2 separate regions of the Macaca mulatta genome follow, and region 1 is linked to region 2. Evidence: chromatin contacts called from public Hi-C data. All regions are on one chromosome and are shown on one strand. The core of a region is the stretch at or near the end of the contact, and the rest is flanking DNA. Distances in the headings are between cores, read along the strand shown.

The links. Hi-C and Micro-C count contacts between places; a contact is called where the count stands out from the background.
Region 1: a Hi-C map of fetal cortex germinal zone shows a contact between it and region 2, with 1.9 times the contacts expected there. The contact joins the promoter of USP16 here to the promoter of CCT8 in region 2. A contact is called at or near these places in 3 of 14 Hi-C or Micro-C datasets (fetal cortex germinal zone, fetal cortical plate and liver).

What each region holds. Positions count from the first base shown.
Region 1 is chr3:18,473,753-18,478,587 of T2T-MMU8v2.0, reverse strand. It overlaps USP16 (ubiquitin specific peptidase 16), which reads left to right and starts at 3,080. Exons shown (of 18, transcript NM_001260999.2): 1 at 3,080-3,151.
Region 2 is chr3:18,423,694-18,428,875 of T2T-MMU8v2.0, reverse strand. It overlaps CCT8 (chaperonin containing TCP1 subunit 8), which reads right to left and starts at 2,942. Exons shown (of 15, transcript NM_001261501.1): 1 at 2,826-2,942. The coding sequence starts at 2,885.

The DNA.
Region 1 (4,835 bases), core at 1,831-4,330, 50 kb before region 2:
AAAATACAAAACTTAGCTGGACATGGTGGCACATGCCTGTAATCCCAACTACTGGGGAGGCTGAAGCAGGAGAGTCGCTTGAACCCGGGACGCAGAGTTTGCTGTGAGCTGAGATCACGCCATTGCACTCCAGCCTGGGCAACAAGAGCAAAACTCAGTCTCAAAAAAAAAAAAAAAAAGAAAAGAAAATTATGGCCAGGCATAATAGCTCATGCCTATAATCCCAGCACTTTGGGAGACCAAGGAGGATCACTTGAGCCCAGGGTTTGAGACCAGTTTGGGCAACAGAGACCCCTGTCTCTACAAAAAATACAAAAATTAGCCAGATGTGGGGTCCTGTGCCTGTAGGCCTGTAGTCCCAGCTACTCAGGAGGCTGAGGTAGGAGAATTGCTTGAGCCTGGGAGACTGAGGCTGCAGTGAGCTGTAACTGCACTACTGCACTCCAGCCTGGGCAACAGAGTGAGACTCTGTTTCAAAAAAAAAAAAAAAAAAAAAAGAAAATTACCAGATAGTGGATAATTGCTGGACAGAGAAGTAAGGTGATGTGAGTGATCAGATGACTGTGTTACCTAGATTGCCCTGTAACTGGAAGGAAGTGACTTTTAAGGCATGTATAGAGGCTGGATGCGGTGACTCACACCTGGAATCCTAGTGCTTTGGGAGACTGAGGCTGGAGTATCGCTTGAGGTCAGGAGTTTGAGACCAGCCTGGGCAGCAAGCTTTTGCAGAGACACGGTGACTTCAAAAAATCAAAAAGTTAGCTGATGGGGTGGCACACACTTGCAGTACCAGCTACAGGAGGCTGAGGTGTGAGGATCACTTGAGCGCAGGAATTCAAGGTTACAGTGAACTATGATTGCACTTTAGTCTGGGCTACAAAGCCAGACCCTGTCTCTAAAATAAGTAAATTAAAAATAAGGTATGAACAGAATGACAATAAGATACCAACCCCGGAAGATGAAGGGGAAGAGCCTTTCAGACAGGAAGCACATGGTACAATGACCTTAAGGCTCTGTTTTAAAATGGGTGGGGGCAAAAAGCCTGCATTTCTGGAGCTTGGAGAATAAAGCTTTAAAAAATTATCTCATCCCACTCCTGTTCTTTCTTGCATGAGAGCTGGAGCCTATGCCCTACCACACATCCGTGGATATGCCCAGGATTTGACTTGAGCCTTGGAACTTTGCATAATAGCTGCTACTAACTTTTTGAGATAATATATTCGTGGGGGCTCAGTCCTGCCTCATCTAAATCACCAGAGACCAAACAAGGACGAGCCCAATATCTCTTGGACTTTAATGTCATAATGTTGTCAGAATAAAGTGAAAGATGAAACTAAGCTGGGCGCGGTGGCTTACACCTGTAATTCAGCACTTTGGGAGGCTGAGGCAGGTGGATCACTTGAGGCCAGGAGTTCAAGACCAGCCTGGCCAACATGCTGAAACCCCACCTCTACCAAAAACTACAAACGTTAGCTGGGTGTGGTGGGGTGGCATGTGCCTATAATCCCAGCCACTCAGGAGGCAGAGGCAGGAGAATGGCTTCAACTCGGAAGGTGGAGGTTGCAGTGAGCTGAGATCGTGCCACTGTACTCCAGCCTGGGCAGCAGAGTGCAAGCCAGTCTCAAAACAAAAGAAAACAAACAAACAAAAAAATTTATCTCAGCAGTAAAAAGCAAGAGAGCTAGTTTTCCCCCAAATTTAACCAAATGTTACTCTGGTGGTTAGTATGCCACCATCTTAAACTCCTTTCATCTGATTAGTAACAATAGACATTTATTTTATGACCAATTTTTTTTTATGGTGAATTACCTGTTTACATTCTTTGACTATTTTTCTATAGATATCTGCAACCCCCCCACCCTCGCACCCTTGGTAGGGATTACTATTTTCTCTACTAAACTAAGACTCCAGGGCAGAGAGGCCTATGTTTAATTCATTTGAGGGAAGGCTTGGCACAAAGTGTACCCTTACATATTTTCTTTTTTTGAGACAGAGTTTCACTCTTGTTGCCCAGGCTAGAGTGCAATGGAGTGATCTTGGCTCACTGCAACCTCTGCCTCCAGAGTTCAAGCGACTCTCCTCCCTTAGCCTCCCGAGTAGCTGGGATTACAGGCGCTCGCCGCCATGCCCGACTAATTTTTTGTATTTTTAGTAGAGACGGGACTTCACCATGTTGGCCAGGCTGGTCTCGAACTCCTGACCTCAGGTCATCCACCCGCCTCGGCCTCCCAGTGTTGGGATTACAGGCATGAGCCACCGCGCCCGGCCTCGCACTTACAAATTTTCAAAGAATGAACAGTAAATATTTGAAAATCCCCTCCTCTCCCGCAATTTATGTTTGACACCGTCTTTCAGTTCTGCTTTAAAAATTCACTCTCGCGGCCGGGCGCGGTGGCTCACGCCTGTAATCCCAGCACTTTGGGAGGCCGAGAAGGGCGGATCACAAGGTCAGGAGTTCCAGACCAGCCTGGCCAATATGACGAAACCCAGTCTCTACTAAAAATACAAAAGTTAGCCGGGTGTAGTGGCGTGCGCCTGTAGTCCCAGCTACTCGGAAGGCTGAGGCAGAAGAATGCCCTCCAGCCTGGGCGACAGACGGATATTCCGTCTCAAAAAAAAAAAAAAATTAACTCGCTGCGTTTTTTATTCTGACATGGCGCAGGAAGGTAAATTCAAGACAACTCACGTACTCAGTTTTAGAAGTCGAGAGGACAGAATTATGGAAACAGAAATTTAAGCGCTCCCCGTTAGTCTCCAAATGTAATGTGTTCCAGAAAGGTAACCATCTGGGGAACTCCAAGGCTCAGACCACCACCAGATGCCCACACTTCAGAGGCATTTATATAACTTCATGGTTATGTCAGAGACCAGAAAACCCATTGACAACCAAACCCCTAAGCCCGAACTTCCGGCGCAAGCCGCACGCAGGCGCAGATTTACTAGCGTCAGAGCCTATGGTCACGGGAGGTGGGGGTGGGGAGGTGGTGACCTAGCCACTTCCCATAATGCCGCGTTCCGGAAGTTGTTGCTTTCCAGGGGTCACTCTGGCTTCTGCTCCGTCGCTCTCAATTCGTCACCAGGAGGAAGACGGAGCTGGCTGCCCAGCCCAAAGGCCCATGAGGGGATGCAGTTATGGGCTCTGTCGCCGTGGGTGAGTTCTGGTCGCACTGCCTGGCAGTCGTCGCTCGCCTGACTTCCTGCGCTGGGAGAGCCCCTGTTTTCCGCCCCAACTTCGTTCTCTTCTTGAAGGCCCCACTCTTTAAGCACGTAACCCGGCTACTTCCGGTACTGCGATCTCATTGGCTGCGTGTCTTGTCAGTTCCAGAAGCTGGCCAATGAGATGCTGCTGCTGGCGCCCTTCTCGACCCCGTGGACCCCGGGGTTCCCCGGTGGGATCGGAGCAGTTAGAAGAGGAGGAGAGGGGAGGTGTGGCAGGCGCCGAGCAAGTGGGTGGGTGGCGCGTGGCAGGGACTACCCTATGGGTTGGGGCTGGGTTTGCAGCCGTGTTCTTACTGCTGGTAGGAAAAGCAGGATCTGTCACCTATCCAGTTGACTTCACCTAGGAGAGGACTGATCTACGCAAAACTTGAAAGCCACGTTAAGACCTGCTGACAAAGTTTTCCACACGCTTACATTTTTAATGGAACCGAGTAGGCAGGGGACGACTGGGAGGGCAGAGAGAGAAGAGACTTGGAAAAATATGAGAGCCGGCAACACTATCTTTGATTTAGATTTTGTACGGAGTCCTGCAAAGAGTCATTTCACTAGGACGCTAATACTCATCCGATGACACTACTTGAAAAGTGTAGTAAGCTTATTGATGTTTTAGAGCTGATGGAAGTCACAGTATTCTCTCCTCGTGAGTCATTAGTTGCCTTTACAGTTGTCAGAAATTTACTGGGGCTCTTTCCGCAGCACTGGAGTGACGCCTCTATGTCCTCTGCCTGCAGCAATTAACAATTCGTCTTTCAAGTTTCCTATGGAGTCTTGAGCTGCTGCAATCCTAAAACCGGATTTACTAGTGCTGTCTGTCTTCACTGCTGCAGACTTCTGACTTCTTATTCTTCACTCTTTTCTTTTTCACCAGAACTTGTTTGCTTCATTCTTATGTACCTACCTTTGCACCTTGTAATCATCCTTTATGCCTCAGGTACTATTCTATTTTTCTATTTAAATGCAAGAAGTATTTCTTCAGGACCTACTATGTACTAACATTATGCTAGATATTATAGGCAGTTCCAAAGCTATGCCTGAAACCGTTTATTTTTCTAAGAACTTTAGGTTCTGCTTAGAGAAATAAGATAAACCCAGATAAAAATTTAAGAAATTCACTAGAATATCTGATAAGGGGACAAGATGACTGGAGCATACCATAAATACTGGAGAAGTTCAGTGGAGAGGTTAATTTAGAGTAGAATGATTGTCTAAGTCTTCCTTGAAATGGAGAGCTTGCAAGATTGGTAAGATTTAGATAGATAGAACATTACGGCTAGAAATCAAAGACATCAAGGCGCGGAGGGTACAAAGTGTTTTGGAGTGGAGTACAAGAGACAGACTTGGCCAGGCACGGTGGCTCACGTCTTTAATCCCAGCACTTCGGGAGGCCGAGGCGGGCAGATCACGAGGTCAGGAGTTCAGACCAGCCTGGCCCAGAGTTCAAACCCCCGTCTCTACTAAAAATACAAAAATTAGGCGGGCGTGGTGGTGGGCTCTGTAATCGTAGCTATTCGGGAGTCTGAGGTAGAAGCAGCATTTGAACCTGGGCAGCAGAGCAAGACTCTGTCTCAAAAAAAACCAAAAAGAGACTGACTTGATTGGCAGGTAAAAAGTGGTGG
Region 2 (5,182 bases), core at 1,693-4,192:
AAGTATGTGCCACTGAAGTGTTTAGGGACTGAAGTACCCAGACTGTTGAATACTTTTTTTGAATTGCAACATTATCCCAATGTATACGTATTGAAAAAGTGAACTGTTCACAGTACTAAAAACTCTCACAAATTCCACACTAGATTTTTTAGAGTTGAGGTTTACTTGGGTCCTCAGATATATTTCACTAATCTACAGTGCATGAGAACATTTCTTTAGAGCTGTGCTGCCCAATACAGTAGCCACTAGCTACACGGGGCTAGTGAAAGCAATTAAAATAAATTTTCAAGTAATTAAAATTTAAAAATTCAGTTCCTCAATTGCAGGAGCCACACACAGTTCAAATGCCCAGTAGCTACATGTGGCTTGTGAATATCACATTGGACAGGCTGATACAGCATATGTCCAACACTGCAAAAAGTTCTATTACACAGTACTGCTTTACAATACAAGCCATGATTTTGTGATCCAAAACCAAGGTTAATAGCTGTTACATTTTTTTGAGAGAGAGAGTCTCTATCGCTCAGGCTGGAGTGCGGTGGCACGATCTCAGCTCACTGCAACCTGGGCCTCCCAGTTCAAGCAATTCTGGAGGCTCAGCCTCCTGAGAAGCTGGGACTAGAGGCGCGCGCCACCACACGAGGCTAAGTTTTTTTGTATTTTACCCCTGCCAATAGCCACTACTCTAAAAGCATCTTCAGCAATAAGAACTGTATTCCAGCAATAACACTTAAGTCTGAACTCCTGGCTTCCACTCTTCCTTCTTCCCCTCACTCCCCATTCTGTGAGAAACTACCATCTGATCAGATCCCATCATTCCCATACTTAAGACCTTCAAGGCCGGGCGCGGTGGCTCACGCCTGTAATCCCAGCACTTTGGGAGGCCTAGGCGAGCGGATCACCAGGTCAGGAGTTTGAGACCAGGCTGGCCAACATAGTGAACCCTTGTCTCTACTAAAAATACACAAAAAATTAGCCGGGCGTGCGCCTGTAATCCCAGCTACTCTGGAGGCTGAGGCAGGAGAATCGCGTGAACCTGGCAGGCGGAGGGTGGAGAGAGCGCCACTGCATCCCAGCCTGGGCGACAGAACGCAACCTCGTCTCAAAAAAAAAAAAAAAAAAAAAAAAAAAAAAAAAAAAAAACACCACAAACAACAAAAAAAACCCTTCAACAGTTTCCCATCCCGCTTAGGATAAAATGCAAATCCCTCTTCAGGGAAACAAGGCCCTACATATCCTGGCCCGTGTATCCTTGTATAGCTCCTCCTCTAAATTTACCATTTTCTTTGGTAAGCTTCAGCCCTATAACCTGTTTTCTGGTTTTTTTGAAGAAGAAGAAAAAAAACAGGTTCAAATCATTCCTTCCTCAGGGTCTTTGTACTAGTTAAGTACACCTAAATAAGAGGTGGGGGGAAACAGCCCAGGTTCAGGGGCTTCTCTCACTAAGCACAGAGCTAAGAGTTCTTCCCTAAATATCTAAGTGTTCTGTCTATTCCTGATCCTTCTTTTAGAGACATTTTAACCTCCTGTCATCCTCTACTATAGTACGGTTTCTTTCATCATTATTTGGAATTCTCCTTTTAATCATTATATCTGCCTTAGAAGCACATAAACTCTACGAGAAGTGGGACTTGTGTTTTTCACTGCAGTTCCTTCAGTACCTATTTATTGAATGAAATAGTTCAGTGTTCTGTAAAAATCTACTAGCATTGGAAATACAAATAATGTTTTGTGATACAAGAGTTTTCCAAAACTGTATTAGTGAAAAAAACCCAAATTGGAAGCTACTATCTCAGCCTGATTTTTTAAGGAAATCAGCCCATATTATTTTCAAAAGATGATGCCACCAACATTTACATTAAACCCTGACATTTACTTACTATAATGACATTATTTGAAGAGTGCATTCTACAAACATGAACCTAGTTGTATTAAACTGTTAATGCTCCCTGTACCTCGCATAACCTTAAATTCGACCACACTGATCTATTTCTTGAATTAACAAAATCTGGAGGACATACAGAGGAACGCAATTTGAATAGCACAAGAGACAAATTTATCAACAGTGCAGTAAGATATTTTTTAAAACTATGCTACTGAAATAACGTTCAAGACACGGCCATTAAACAAAACAGTGTCATCTGCACCACTGTATCACTTATCCTGCAGATTACAGGGTCAGAACTCAAAGACACCACCCTCTTGGTCCAATCTCCGTAATTTAAAGATCAAGAAAACAAAACCCAAGAGAGTTAGGTTTTAGACTAATAAGCCAGCTAACATAAGTTGGGACTGGAACTCATCTGGCTACAACGCATGGCTTCTGTCAACCAAGCTGAAAGCCCTGTTTCTCACTGGGAAAGAAGCAACCATGACCCGGCCCTTTTTCCCACACTCTCTTCTCTGGATCGCCTAGTTCTCCTTCTTCCCCATCCTATAACTCGCGAGCTATGTGTCAATCGGCGTCGCAGTTCCCAAGACAATTTCATCTACGTTATTCAATTTCACCCTCACAACCCCTTTTAAGCCTTAGCCCCATTTATGGATGGAGGCAAAACGCACGCGCGGCTTCACGTCCGTCCACCTTCAAGGTGTACAATGTCGATCGTGCCGCCCACCCCTCAGCCTTCTCCCGGTCGCGGAAGAAGAGAAGACACCTGGAAGGCCGAGTCCTTCCAAGATCACCTCCCTTTCTGGAATCTTCTCTCCCCTGGCCGCTGTGCCAGGGCAGCACGCTCAGCCCGTTAGTAGGCCCTCCTACTTCGCCGCGGCCGCCGCAGCCCTATGCTGACTCTCCCACCTCATTCCTTTCCTTCAGCCCTTACTTTCGCTCCCTCCTTGAGCATCTGGGCAAAGCCCGGAGCCTTGGGAACGTGAAGCGCCATGGCCAGGCTGCAGGAAGCCGTTCACGCGACCACTCGGAAGAAAGCGGAGGAAGCAAGGAGCACGCACAGCCTTCTGGGAAAGCAGCTTGCGGCCGTGTCTCGTTCTTCCTCGCTCTCCAGTTAGCCCGCCCTTTCCCCGCCGCGAGGTGAAGCATCGCGAGAAGAGCAACTTCTGTGACCAGAACCAAGCTGACGATCCCCGATCGGGTCGATCGATAGGGCGGGCCCAGGGAGCGCCTCGGGTTTCCGGCTCACGCACGCGCAGACTGCCCAAGCCGTGGGAGCTTGTTCCAGTCTGTGCTCCCTGATCGGACTCAGTAGTCGCGGTGTTAGATTTTTGCGGCTTTTGATGTGGAAGGCACACATCCTTAGCTTAATTTCCACGTAATATTCCAGACCCAGCCACCAACATCAGGGCAGGTGTGTGTGTGTGGTTTTTTTTCCCCGAGGCAGAGCATCTGCCCCATCCGCCAAAATTGCCTTTGGGCGTGCGCTGTGTGTTGGGCACCATAGGAAGCGCTGGGAATGCGCATAATTAAAGTCGTCACCACGGGTAGCGTAGCACACATCAAATGCTCACGTGTGCCAGGTTCTGTGTGATCTGCTTTACATGCGCCAGGTTCTGTATGATCCGCTTTCCATGGAGTATCTCTGTTAATGGTCAATCTTAAAAATTAATGAATTGTCGATTAAAATAACATTTAGTTTTCCTTCTACAAAATGGAGACAATACCATTTGATTTTTAATGGTATTGTTTCCATTTTATGGAAGGGAAACTGAAGTTCACAAAGGGTAAATAATTTTCCCAAGATCACAGAGCTAGTAAATATTACAGCTAGAATTCCTACCCAGGTCAGACTGATTGCAAAATGTATACATTTTATATAAATATATCTGATTTATATATAAATTTATAGATAAATATAAATCCCTTCGGCTTGGTGGCATGCACCTGTAGTCTCAGCTGCTCAGGAGGCTAAGGTTGGAGGATCTGCTTGAGCCTGGGAGGTTGAGGCTGCAGTGAACTGAGATCATGCCACTGCACTCCAGCCTGGGCAACAGAGTGAGGTCCTGTCTCAAAAAAAAAAAAATCTTTTTTTGCAAAAATGTAAATGCCAGTGATATGGTTTGGATTTGTGTCCCTGCCCAAATATGATGTGGAATTATAATCCCCAGTGTTGGAGGTGTGGCCTGGTGGGAGGTGATTTGATCAAGGGGGCGAACGTCCCCATTGCTGTTCTTGTGATAGTGAGTGAGTTCTCATGAGACCTAGTTGTTTAAAAGTGTGTGGCACCTCCCCACTCTGTCTCTTCCTCCTCCTCCAGCCTTGTAGGACTTTCCGGCTTCCCCTTCACCTTCCACCTTGATTGTAAGCTTCCCGAGGCTTCCCCAGCCATGCTTCCTGTATCGCCTGTGGAACTGTGAGCCAATTAAACCTGTTTTCTTTATAAATTACCCACTCTCAAGTAGTTCTTTATAGCGATTAGAGAACGGACTAATACAGCCACCTTTTTCCTTCTTGGAAAATAGGGATAGTTTTAATAAAATCATACATATTATTGTGTGATAAGGTTATTGTTATTTTTTAAATAATGTTTACAAATTTACCAGTTTTAATTTCTCATACAGCAAATATCGATACCTATAACCCACATAAACCAAAGGCCTTTGGGGAAGTCAATACTTTTTTTAAGAGTCTAAAGGTGTTCTGAGACTGGTACGTTAGAGAACTACTACAATGATCAGGCCCGAACAACAGAACGATCCAAGATTTTTCCCTCGATTAGCTAAGAAATAAATAAAAGCACATTCCTCTGACTCAGAGATAATGTTGCTTATAAAAATAGCTAACACAAAATAAAACTGAAAGGAGCTAAAATGACACCTGATTTTTTTTTTTTTTTTTTGAGACGGAGTCTTGCTCTGTCGCCCAGGCTGGAGTGCAGTGGCGGGATCTCAGCTCACTGCAAGCTCCGCCTCCCAGATTCACGCCATTCTCCTGCCTCAGCCTCCCGAGTAACTGGGACTACAGGCGCCCGCCACCTCGCCCGGCTAGTTTTTTGTATTTTTTTTAGTAGAGACAGGGTTTCACCGTGTTAGCCAGGATGATCTCGATCTCCTGACCTCGTGATCCGCCCGTCTCGGCCTCCCAAAGTGCTGGGATTACAGGTTTGAGCCACCGCGCCCGGCCTAATGACACCTGATTAATTTTATTAATTAAAAATGGAGGAATCAAATCTTGAGAAATGTATAACTAGACCATGGAAAATAGAACTTGAGGAAAAAACCATTGATA